2 separate regions of the Rattus norvegicus genome follow, and region 1 is linked to region 2. The links are chromatin contacts, called in public Hi-C maps. All regions are on one chromosome and are shown on one strand. The core of a region is the stretch at or near the end of the contact, and the rest is flanking DNA. Distances in the headings are between cores, read along the strand shown. Region 1 holds the start of Amph (amphiphysin). Region 2 overlaps Amph (amphiphysin).

Region 1 (7,120 bases), core at 1,772-4,271, 190 kb after region 2:
GAAATGTCACAGTTCCGTTCTCAAAGTGTAAGCAAAAGGCATTAATAATAAACTACTTTTCCCAGTGATACATATAAATGTTATTACTTGGTGTTGGCTAGTGTCCCATGGGCTGATGGAGAAAGAAGGTATAAATAGTCAGGAAGCAATTCAGCCATAATAAAAAAATGCATATTTTTAGAAATTGACCTAAGGTCATAATTAAGACTTTGCACAAACATTCTTCTTAGTTTTACTGGCTTGCATTTATATGGAGAAACAACTGAGAAATTAATATACAAAAGTGGAATTCGTTCAAGTCTATATGCCCCAATATTATGTTCAGTCATATATGTGATGGTGTAAAATATTACATGGATGAAAGACAGTTCATAATTATGAAATGAAATTAATAGCTTTCCCAACTGCACAGTGCACGCCTGTTCAGTTGTATAGATATGTGCGTGATGTCAGATGATAGTAATCACTCTGCTCTCTATCTTAGCCAAAAGGCTAAGAACTAAAGAGTAAAATCTCTAAAAAGTAGGACTACGAGATTCCTAATCTGTTGGATTTAGTTCCTGCTCACATGTAAATTTGTTTCTTCTTCCAATGAACTTTAACTAACTTTTAATAGAGAAAAACATACTTTTTAAATTTGTAGAAAGCTGTAAGTCATCTCTAAGAGTAATTACAGTAAGGCATTTGGGACCAAACTGTGCTCAAGCCATTGAGTAGAACAGAGCTAAGAAGAGAGTCAACCTTCTTTAACAAAATGTGCTTTATCAGAACAAGGAGCAAAGGGTCTGGCAAACATGTCTGGCATTCAATTAGTGAAATGGGGTGTGTGCATTGGGAGGAAGAGAGCGAAGAAGCAGACGAGGGAGCCAATTGGGAAATTCCAACAAGTACAGCTACCAGATGGGCTTTGCTGGGCAGCTATATCCTCTCCTACCAGCCATAGCCCTGTGCTGCCCAGGTTCAAAGGGGGACAGAACCCTTACTCTCAGACCCTTTGGTGTCTTAAGTCCCTTCTGCAGTACAACAAGCACAACAGATAAGCAATGGTCTCAGGGAAGAAAATAAGAGACATGAAGCCCTGTAAAAGAAACCAGTTATAGAAGAGTGGACACCATCCACAAGTGCTAGCATAATATACATTTGACCTTAAGCATGAAGAAATGGGTTTTCAACGGTCCATACAGAGCAGGATGCTCTGTCAGAAACATAACAGTTCCCTTCATTTGTTTGGACCATATTAACAGCTGGTGACCTAGATTAATATGTGAAAAAGCAGACCATATCACAAAATTACTTCACAGATGGAAAGCCGAGTAGGAGAAAAGCCACAGAGGAGAGATTTAATGATTATTTTCGGGGGAGGGGAACTACAAGTGGGTGAAATAAAATGTGGAAAATGACGACAAAGTCTTATCCAAATCTTGTGTTTGGCAAACAGCTGATATCTGGCTATTATCTGTAAAGCATCCGGAGTTGCTTGGCTAATTCAGCTTCGGAGGGAGTGGCAGGAGGAGGAACCTAGAGTTCAGGATGAGCTTGAGTAGATATTAAAAGCAATACAATCCTCTTACAGTGCTGCGAAGGTGCATGTGTGCGGGGAGGGAGGACTACATACAGCCACTGAGCCTGGCAGAGTTCATGCTCCTGGGCTCAGCCTTTGGGGCAACTCAAACTTCTCAAGAGGGTAAGTGCTGTCAGAATGAGGAACCAGGAAAATCTGATTTCCAGAAAGAAGAGAAAACAACAGACATCCTCATCCCAGGGACAGAAATTAATGTCAATATGAAGCAAATGCAGCTCAATTTACCACTCGCCCAGATTTATTTTCAAATACAATGTTCAAGTTCCAACACAAACGTCCTTTGCTCAGGACAAACGAAGACCTCATAGGGATCAGATATAGTAATCAGGAAAGCTAGGCGCGCGCACACGCACACACACACACACACACACACACACACACACACACACACACACACACGATTGTACAGAGCTGGACTAGTTATGGATCGCATCTCCTGAAGAGACAAAAATTACAATAGCTAATTTACTCCTGGGCTTGCAAAACACTGTGAACTCAGTGCCTCTGATAGGAGTAGGTTTTGTTTTGCTGATTCTTAAGCAGAGAAACAAGCATTTTGTGCAGAGATGTGCAGAAAACTCTTGAGTCGAGGTTGTTTATTTTTGACCTTCCAGAGGGCATTGACTTCAAAATGACACCGATACTTAGGAAGAAATGTGCATTCTCTGGAACTCCAGTTCACCGCTGTACTAAGGTGTTGGTTGTTTATTATTCATCCCATTGGTCAACGCACATCTGGGGTGTCTTCTTTGCTTAAGTCGTTCGTTTCGACCGACCTCACTCAAATAACCACAACACCCCCACCCATGAAAAGATGCGACAATCTCCCTCCCAGATCTGCGGTCGTGGACGCCTGAGCTGCTTGCGGGAGAGCTAATACTCAAGAGGTGCGGGCGGGGAGAGATGGAGGCGACCAGGGACCGCGACCGCTTGGGGTGCAGCCAGAGAGCAGCTGCACCTGCCACCCGTGGTCCCTGGAGGCGTGCCCAAGAGAGTGGCCACCCTGGGCGGGCTCTGGGAGTCTGGAGCATTTAGTGCCTGGGGGATAAGGAGGGAGAGAAGAGGTCCGCGGGTTCCCGGTATACCCACTGCGGGGCCGTGGCCCTGCTGCCTAAATGGATCCTGCACAGCTGCAATCACTGGGAGCAGAGACCGAGACTCCTCCACCCGGCGCTTGCTCCACTTCGCAGTGCGCCGCACCTGAACCCGCGGCCCTGCAGCGCAAGGCCAGCACTGCCATCGGCTCCCGCACCGCCTCGCGCCACCTGCCCCGCAGCCCGCAACCCTCTGCTGACCTTTTCCTGTGCCCGGTTGAGCCGCTTTTGCACGTTTTTGGCGAAGATGCCCGTCTTGATGTCGGCCATGGCTGCTGCGGTCTGCAGAGCTGGAAGAGCAGAGCGCGCAGCGAGCCGGCAGCGGCGCGGAGGAGCCCAGGAAGAGGAGGAGGAGGAGCGGGAGGAGGAGCAGTTGAGGCGTGAGGAGCAGAGGAGGCAACGGGTGAGGGAGGGGCGCGGCGACAGGACCGGCTTAAAGAGATAGAGCGGAGATGCGGCCGCTAGGGGTGACACCGCCAGTAGTGAGGTGCATGGAAAGAGAGGAAAGAAGCCAAATGCCAAGTATCAGGAAGTGATAAAGATGGAAGACTTCCCTTAATCCCAGGACCTGAAGACAGCTGGAGGTGGGGGTGGGAGTGGGGGCAGAGATAACAGGAGGTTTGCAGCAAGGAACGTCTGAGGGATCTATTCTGCTCCCCGCACCCCCCCCCCATTAAAGAACATAGTCATGTGGGAGGAGTCAGCAAGGCTCTAAAACACCAAATGACTGCCCCCTAAAAATACCTTGAGTGCAGAAGAAATGAGTACATCCACCTTCCAGAGGTTCAAACCTCTGTGTGTGTGTGTGTGTGTGTGTGTGTGTGTGTGTGTGTGTGTGTGTGTGTGTGTGTGTGTGTGTGTGTGTTGGTTGGGAGTTGGGGGATGGGGATGTGACTTTCTGGAAATTCCCTGCAGGGCAGCTTGCAAGAGAGAAGGGATAGACAGACCACCGTGACATGTATTTAAATTTGAATATGAGGCTTGGGAGTGGGAAAGCCCATGTTCAGAACGGTCAGCTTCTACACACAAGTGCTGCCCTATGCCAGCTCTCAGATTCCTGTGCTACAAACACTCTGGAGCAACAGTTGTCCCAACAAATAGTAAATGAGACTAGCAGTAGGGACTTTCAGGTCTCCAGGTCTACTGAGGCCTCCTTAAAAACCTTCTGCCAGTTGTGTTTGTTGTTTTTTTGTTTGTTTGTTTGTTTGTTTGTTTGTTTTGTTTTGAGCAAAAGTCTCTCTCTGTACTTGCTAAGTCAACTGTTGCAAGCAAGAAAGGTAGAGAGGAGAGTTGTAGTTAGTATAACAAAAGTTATATTTTTTTATTGTGTTGAGAGTCAACACACGAAGTTCACACTAAATTCCTAACTATGATCCTAAGCCTATCTCCCCATGGTTGCTCATCTGTGTCACAAATCTTAGCCAAAGGACAGGTCCAGTCTCTGTAGTCTCTGGTTCAACCCTGAGCTGACTCTCCAGTCACAGGACAGATCAGGGTCTCTCTTGTTCAAGGCAGAGCCTTGCTCTTGGTTTCTGTTCCAATGGGCATCATCTAGGCCTGTGCCAGGTTACCTTGAGTGAGTGGTGTCACTGGGTTCTGCTTATCAGGCGCAGCCTTGGGTGTAGTGGGGTTTGTGACTAAGCTGTTTTTACATGTCTAAAAGGCTTTTTTTTTTTTTCCTATGCTCATTACAATGGCTGTCCTGGAACTTGCTATGTAGACCAGGCTGACCTTGAACTCACACAGATCTGCCTTCCTCTGCAGATTGTTGGTATTAAAGATGCTGCCTTTTGACAGTCGTAACAGAAAGATGTGGTCCTCTGTGCACCTGGCAAAGACAAGTCAGAAAAGGGGCTCCAGGAGCCTCTGACAATGGGCAAAGTCTTCATTTTTAGGTTCATTTAGGGTTTCATGAGTAGAGAAAGAGAGGTGGCATCCAATAATTGCAAGATAGAGGTTGTGCAGGGACCAAAATTGGTGAATATCCTGCTTCTTCTCTAAAGCTACTTAGGTGGTCCCTCCCCTGAAACCAGTCTTCTGTGAATTCTAGTCCCAGTGTCTTGGTTTTGGAATGATGCTATTGCAACTGGAACGCATAAGACGTGATGTGAGACCAGTGTGCCAGATGAAGGACTCAGCCTTGAGAGCTAGACAGGCTTTATACTCAGTGGAACCCTCTATAGCCAAATAGTAAACTCAACCACCCGATATTAAAAACAAACAAACAATGGATCTGAAGAGGCCGTATGGAAATGGAAGGGTTTTGAGTGCATATGAGAGGGAAACATGAATATCCCATTTATTCAACCTTCTCCTTGGCTGAATATACTCTCTCTCTCTCTCTCTCTCTCTCTCTCTCTCTCTCTCTCTCTCTCTCTCTGTGTGTGTGTGTGTGCCTGTCTCTGTCTCTGTTTCTCTCTCTTTCTCTCACACACCACACATACATACACACATACATACACACACACACACACACACACACACACACACACACACACACACACAAACACACACACAGAAGAGCTAGCCAGTGGATCACAGTCCAGAATACAAAATGGTAAATAGACGCCATTGTTTCATACACAGTAAGCACCTCAAATAGCTAATCTGTTACTTGACTTTTCCTCAGGATTATCTGTCCAATTTGACTGGTAATGAATTGAGTCCCAGGACACATGACTCTTGACGCTTACATTGGGAATCACTGGGCAAAGCAAGAAGGGTTGACCCCTGTTTGGAGCATTCCACATGAATAGAAGTTTACTGTATAGAGATATAAGGGAAAAGCTGGGGTTTTTTGTTTTTTTTTTTTTTTGTTTTTGTTTTTTTTTTTTTTTTTTTTTTTTTTTTGCCCTTGGTCAACATTCAGTGACAAAGACAACTCAGAAAGCTGAGTTTTTTATTCAGTTCTCTCTAGTGAAAGAAGAGTGCTTGAGAACCTCAGCTCTGCCCTGAGCTACTGACTGAGAATACAACCTTAACAATGACAGAAAAGACCAGGATGCACTGGAGTTTATAAGTTTATGGTCACTCTTACAGTATCAGTGCCTGCAAGCTCTTTGCTCTGGCAGTGAGCTCACCTCAACTCCCTCTGTAGATAACAGTGCTCTCTTCTTATAAACAGAGAAGAGTCATTTCTACTGTGAGCTGTACTTTTCTCAAAGCTATCAGTGCTCAACAGAACCACCCTTTGTCTCTCTTGCAACTGAATTCTTGGACCTCAGCATATGTGACCTGAAATAAAATGTCAAATTATTAACAGTTCTTATTATCTGAGTGCCCAATTCTAGCTCTGTACTAGGAGTCTTGTAATTTCTTGGTAATTTTAATCGAAAGGCATGTTGTTGTAAAAATATAAAAAATAAAAGAAGTATGATTTTCTTTTATCCCACTAGGTCCGTCACCTGAATGCCCCAAGATATCTGCTGGATATCTTAATTCTCAGTCAGCAAAGCCTCTCACCTGCTTTGCTCCATCTCATATCACACTGCCAAAGGCCTCTCTCTGAGCTGTCAGCAATCTCTCTGCCTATCTAGTTCCCAAGGCAGGTTTGTTTCCATGCCAGAAACATCCAAACTCCGTGGTGGCCCAGACCAGCCACCCCACACTCCATTACACTTAAATCTACCCATGAAAGAACACACAACACAATAACCTTTGACCCAATTGATAAGATATAATTGCCCACCTAAACATACGAAGCCCAATATACATCCATCCCTTAAAACCATTTGTAAAACCTGTAAAGGTACAGTGTGGAATCTTAACGTTACCCACCATATTTTCCTGCCATGGCTTCTCCCTCCTGTCTCTTCTTCCTTTCTGTCCTAATCTCCTCCTCTTCCTTCAAACTTCTCTCCCACCCATCCTTCCTTCTCTTCCCATGACAGGCCTCCTTTTATCTTGTACCTGCCCCTCACCTGACTCAGTGGGGAGAAGGTGCTAGTGAAGTCACCTGAGTCCTCAGTAGAGACTAGGCAGCTGTCCTTGGGGCAGTGGAATTAGCATAAAAATACAGATAACTCCAGGGCAAACCACAACAAAGGCTTGCTGAGTATTTTAAACAGTTGTTAGGTGCAAACTCATCACAGTTTACCAATTTTGAGGTAGATAGCTTCCTATTTGCAAGTTACCATGGGGCTCATTCTAGGCACTCTGGAATGCTGACCAAACACTTTAGCTGGTACTTAGGATTTGTAAAGAGTTATTGAAAAGCCCACTAGACTGGGTCATGAGCTCTAGGTTGTCAGGCATCATGACTGAGATCAGAAACACTCCTTAAGATTGAGCCTGAGTTTCCTGGATTATTTTCCAGTTTCACATTAAAGCTCCTCCTCTGTCCCTGCCTCCTCCGTCACTCCCTGTAGGTTTGGTGCTTCTGCCTGTGGTAGAACAGTTCTGGAATGTCCCTGGGGGCTTCCCTTACCACGGGAGGTATCTGTCA
Region 2 (6,329 bases), core at 3,802-6,301:
GAAGGGAGGGTGTGTGTACAAAGTCACACACATTACTTGAGGCGCTGACTGTAACTGAGCTTCAGTTTTGCAGAGAGTATTGGTTTTCTTTATTGATATGATATTTGGTAGATTAATCACACTTTAGTGGAAGGATACACACCTAAGAATATATGGACAGTACAAATTGAGTCTAATTAGGGAAGAGGAGGAGGAGGAGGAGGAGGAGGAGGAGGAGGAGGAGGAGGAGGAGGAGGAGGAGGAGGAGGGGAGAACACGAAGGACAAACAGAATGAGAAGTTGTCGTCAGTGTCAATGACTTAGGTAGATAGTGAAGGGTGTGGATCTTGGAGGAATTAGGTAAAGGTGAATATTATCAAAATATATAGTATTAAATTCTCAAAGAATTAATCAAATATTAAAACACAGTAAAGGATTTGTGCACAGGATTATAAGTTCTTGGGAGAAAATATTTGGAAAAAATGAACTTGTCTTTTAGCAGTTTTATTTTTGTGAACAAAACTTTGGGAAAACAGGAAAAGTATTTTCACATGCCATGCATGGTGTGCCTGTGAGCATGAAAAAGCATTCCCACAGAAAATTCTGGGCTATATCTAATTAAAGTTTGGCCATTAGAGGGCTCTGCAAGCTTAGTGGATTTCTGTTTTCAGTTCCAGGGACACAACAGTGAAAGCATTGCTGCGAGGTGATTTTTCCATCAGACAGGTTAGATTTTGCTTCTTACATTTGCAGCATCTGGCCAGGATTAACACAAAAGTGTTTTTCTTTCTCATTAAGTGCATTATAAAAATAGCTACTGTGGCCATAAATGATCTTCTAAGTGTAGGATGACTCACTTAGCAAAAATCCAAGGCAACCTGGAAAGGATCATTCTGCAGTAATGTAGGGGGAACCTTTCAGATAATTCTCAGTTTTCCAGTTTTCTGGAAATAGTAATAGTTTAACTATTACTATCTCATTTCTCATCAAGAATTGGTATCTTTCCTCTCTTAACCATTTATCTTTGCACTGCCCAAAACATTATTATTCTGATTTTATAATCCATTAGCTTATGCCTTAATATACAGTCTGTTCAATGCATCTAATATTATAAGCACCTAACACACATGTCCAAAAATTTTATATGAAACATTTGAAATCAGACTCTTTTAAGCGGGACAGTTATAAATGGGCCATCATTACACAGCCTTGGACTGGCTGGACATCTCTACAAACAGAAGCTGTTAATTCGTTGTGACAGCCAGTTCACCATCACTGATCTGAACCATGTAGACTTCCAACTGTTCAAAGTAGTAGTTCTCAGAATTAGGTTCCAAGACTAAGGACTGCTGGAGATACATTAAGTGACATAAAATCTTGCAGCTGCAGAAGAACAAGCAACTGAGGAAATTGTTAAAGGACTGCAGAGAAGACAGGTTCTGCCTATTTTAAATAAAACTAGATTTTTCTCCACTCAAAACCCCAAAATGACAAACCAAAATATAAATCCCATTTCACTTCTCTGCACATCTTAGTGTGAAACCAGGAACCATTTGGTGAATTAGAAGCATTGGATTTCACACTCTGTGATCCAGTTATTGGAGGCATGGTACTTCTCAGGTAAAAACACAAAACACAACACAACACACACACACACACACACACACACACACACACACACACACAAACACACACGCACGCACGCACCCCAAATGAACAAGACCAGAATTCCTCTTCTTTCTCTCCTTAAAATTAAAAGAAAGCAGATTAAATGACAAAGAACATCTCTGGTGGGTACTAATTTCAAATTCAGCTGACAGACTAACAAACATGGCACATAATCCATCAGTTACGCCCCAGTAGAGCGGTTCCATGAGATCCTACAGAAATGGTACATAACTCAGGTAGCAGCTCTACCTGTAAACTATGAGGTTTCTACCTTGTTCCCTTCCTCTAGCCAACTGTTTTCTGTCTCTAGCATTCAACAGTAGTAGGGTGAGTTAAGGCTCCCAGAAGTACTTACAGACTCTCCTGGCATCTGTAATTTTCAAAAGTACCTTGATTCTCCCTCTCCCCACCATGAGGGTCCTTGTAACTGAGCCAGAAAACTTGAAATAAAAACACTTAAAAAGAAAGAACACTTCTGGACCTCATCTTTACTTCGGAACTACTCTGTGTGCCACTTAAGTAGTCTCATCTCCTAGGCAGGGTGTCCTCAGCTAAGTACACAGGCTTCTAGAGGTCTAAAGTTCCCACTTAGGATTAACTGAGAGGATGCTATTGGTGGACACAGGTTAAAGCAACTGAACAAGGACAAGCCATCCTAAAATATCCTCAGTGCAAATGTTAATGTAGAAATAAAACTAGGAAATGACTCTGGCTAGTAGAAAAGGTGCAGGCTGATAAAATCTGGAAATTGAAATTTAGTCAAGAGTCAGGGGTTAGTATATCCAGTTGGTATGATAGTAATGTCCAGTGCTTTAGTTACGATAATATTGTGACATAAAAATGACCAATGAACTGAAGTTACTACATTAAGACTGCATAACCACACAACTTGAATTTTAAAATGTGAAACTGACAAATCCTCAAGGACGTGGTAGAAAAATTGAAAGAAAATAGGCCAGAGTGCATGCAAGGTTTTGTCACAGTGGTAGGATGACAGCAACTCTTCTTCATTGTATATTTTTCAACATACTTTCACATATATGTATATATATTCAATAAATATTAGAATTTTCAAATCCTATACACCTTACATTTAATAATCATTTGATTACAAAGCAATGAAACAAGCACAAGTAATAAAATTTTATTAATGGCTCTGATATCTACAGCTGACCTGAGAGTCCTGTCCACCATGGCACTTTGATGGTCATTCAGCTGTCCTGAGCACTCACCTGGGAAGGTGTTGTCACATTGATTTCTGGTACAAAGTTGTCCTCAAAGAAATTGATGATGTTCTCCTGCTGTAGTTCCTTTGTTGGGGTGACTTTAGGCAGAGGTGGGACAGGAGGCCCTTTCCTTGTCTGGGAAGCATTAAATACAAACATAGTAGCCTTTGAGGAAGTGTCAGATGAGCACAGCTATGCAAACAGACATCTAACTGAAACTAATCTATACAAAGGTGTAAGCCTACTCGATTCAAGTCAAGAATGCTGTCCCCTTGGGTGCCTCTCCAAACACTGACAGGCACTGGTCTAATTGGAAGAAGTCAGGTCACTTGATGAGAGTCCATACATCTTAATTTAAGCAACGCCCCAAACTGCAAGACCTATGATCTCACCCGGAAGCCATTCTTTCTCTCAGCTCATCTACCATTGATTTCTCTCATAAGAAAACAAATGGAATTTCAAAACAAAAATCAAGCCAGATGGGTTTTTTGTTTTGTTTTGTTTTGTTTTCTTCTTCATTTGTTTTCCCCAAATGAGTCAATGAGGTCAACAAAAGACAGTTCCCACTTCTCTTTCCACTCAGGAATTTTAAACATTAGAATCTACTACACTTATCTTCTTACAATGTTGCAGCTTCAGCCATATTCATAAAGCTTATACTGGACCATGAATGTTAAATGTAGCTACAGAAATATTATGTTCACACAATGCAGGGAAATCAAGAGTGGTGGGATCTTCTCTTTAGTTCATTTTGCCTGGTCATTACTTGGCTTTCACTGAGTGGCCACTCATGTGTAACACAATTTGGGGGATGAGATGTCTCCCAATACCCCAGTTCCAGGTGGTCATTGACTCCAATGGAGCACTGAAAAGAAGATTCAGTTCAGGAGGAATGTAGAATGAATGGAGTTTTGTAGATAGGGTTTTTCCTTTTCAAAGCTAATAGCTGCTCAGAGCATGGGCCAACCCAGCAAGTACTCCATCACTGAACAGACTCCTTCAGCCTCTGAATGGCAGGAGTCCAGGAACAAGTGAAGGTAAAGATGAGTATAGTCCAGGCCAAGAAGGTGGGGATGGGGCTAGAACACCCAAAAGAATAAAAAAACTGAGAATAAGAGGAAACACAAAAATCAAATAAAAAAAGCAGACAATGGCAATAATAATATCACTGTATCATGCCTTAGTCTTGTCATAGAAACTTTCTATAATGCTTATAATGCTTAACAAGAGAATCCCAAAGAAAGTCACTTCCCCATGAATTCTTCCATGGCCCTGATGCACACATCATACCTGTGAAGGTGATCTGGGTCGCACTGGGGCAGGAGATGCAGGTGCTAATGTGTGGTTGGGACTAGCCGTTGGGCTGGGGAGGGGTGAAGCCTCCTCTGGGGGTGATGGTGTCTTTGCAATGCGAAGAGGACCCGAATCACTGGATAGACACAGAGGGTTGAGCAAGAAGCCTTCTGAGAAGCAGGATTCTTAAAACCCAATATTCTTTACCCAAGAGAAATCCTGAAGCTTAATGTCACTGTTATTTCATCCCCCACTTCCAGGTTATTTCTAGCTGTTAGAAGTAGTAATGGATGTTGGAAACTGTCACTATTGATTGCTCCCTGTGAACCACGGTCAACCATGCTTGGTTTTAGATATGTAAATAATGAGGTGTAAATAGGTTAAAAACAAAGAAAAACTGCAGTGCTTTACGACAGTTGCATTTATATCTTAGTATAAAATCTTGTTCTCGCCACATGCCAAATCAGCTCCACATCCCAACATAAGGCATAGTAAGAAAACCAGCTTCACTTCTGCTCTACAACAGAGTCATGTCACCCCACAATCATAGATAGTTACCCAGAAAGCTGTGACTTTTAATTTCAAAGGCAACTTGGGAGAGAGTTCATAAATCTTTTTCAGGAGTGCCTTTTGAATTATGTTTAGAGAGTTACAAAATACTTCTTTGTGTACTTTATGAAACAATGACTAACTCAGACACCTTCAGGGCACCAGCAGACCACATGACAGGTGAGATTCTACAACTTCCTAAGAAGCCATCATGTTCTAGGCACCTTGCCAGATGCTTGGGAACAGCTTAACATGATGACTCAGATGGCACATCCTACTCTCTAAGAACATCTAAAGACAACAGCAGACGGAGCAGAGTCTGTGACCTAAATAAGAGTACAGACGCAGCAGCATGATCTACACATTCAGGAGCTAAGGGAGCCACATTCTTTTAAAGACACTCTACATGATTGCGGCTCTTAGCCAGCAATCATGACCTCTGACTAGAAACAGCCCAATCTATACTCTATTCTAAAGACTGCCTTCAGAGCTAACTCACCACCTCGCTCTGCAGAGAATGTTTTTGAAAAGGAATAAAAATAAGAGACACTTGTCAAGTGGCTGTAACCCGACTTCTTGCTTTAACTGATAATGAAACTGTTATTTGCAAATGCTTCTGTTGACTTCATTTCCATGTCAAGCCACTCTTAACATGCCTTAGTTTCATAACATCCAAAAGGTAATTTGAATATTCTTATTATTCTCTTATTCTTAGCTCAACAATGTAAAAAAACAATGTTGGAGCCTTAATTCTCTTCTTTTCTTAGATTACTTTAGGTCACACCTTTCCCCTGGAGAGAAAAGACACTCTGGCTTCCCTGGCAGCTATAGCAGAGGCTGTAGTTATAGGTAGGTACTCTAAAGAGAAGTCCATGATCAAAACAGTCATCATCAGACGCTAACATGGAGAAAGGTTGGAAACTGCATATGTCAATGGATGAGTCTGTACATACATTCCTATAAGTGTTTATAATGATTGGCATTAAAAACTACAAGTATAGAGTCTCAGAACTGACCATCACCTTAGGAATAATTTTATTCCATTGGACCCTACTTTTTCTATAGATATTTAAACGGGTTCTTTAATTCCAAAGGTTATTGGACTTGAATAAGAAAAACAAAGCAAATTGACCTTAAAGGTATGTAACTGAAACCTGGGGCTTCTGACTGCTCAAGGTTTGTTAGGTAAGATAAAATCATTGGAGAAAGTAAGCATGCAGTCAAACCAAGGTATACAGCTCAGCTGTGCCACTGGGCCCTCAGTCTCTGACTGGCCCATTCATAACAACATGCCATGGAACACTAACAAAGCCATGTTGCAGGGCAAATGGCAAAGCAGAGGTAGAGAGAGGGTGGGCGGCGAGATCTCTTCCACTCTTTTCCTTTCTTTAGTAGTGAACAATGAGCACAAAGCTGGAGGGGTTTTCTCTATTGCAGATGAAGTAACAAGGAGAAATGATGACTATCCCAACTGTTGCTCTCTGGTTCCATGTTCATCAGAAGCAGCTACTCACTTCTGCTGTGACCAGTAGCATCTTGATGTGAATGAAGGCAAGAAGTAAATGTAAGAGCCAAAAACCCAAGTTTGGGATCACTGTCTAGGTGGAAGGGCTC

Evidence for each region. A called contact is a pair of places that touch in the nucleus more often than the background predicts.
Region 1: a Hi-C map of frontal cortex shows a contact between it and region 2, with 1.6 times the contacts expected there. The contact joins the promoter of Amph here to the enhancer-like site in region 2.

What each region holds. Positions count from the first base shown.
Region 1 is chr17:50,675,480-50,682,599 of GRCr8, forward strand. It overlaps Amph (amphiphysin), which reads right to left and starts at 3,022. Exons shown (of 21, transcript NM_022217.2): 1 at 2,878-3,022. The coding sequence starts at 2,946.
Region 2 is chr17:50,482,295-50,488,623 of GRCr8, forward strand. Amph (amphiphysin) reads right to left here. Exons shown (of 21, transcript NM_022217.2): 10 at 4,164-4,302; 11 at 2,880-3,008. Among named protein-coding and RNA genes, the nearest start is that of Amph, 190 kb to the right of the region's middle. Within about 2 kb of position 5,052, at least 28 of the 93 cell types and tissues checked have an H3K27ac peak or open chromatin away from gene starts, as enhancers often do.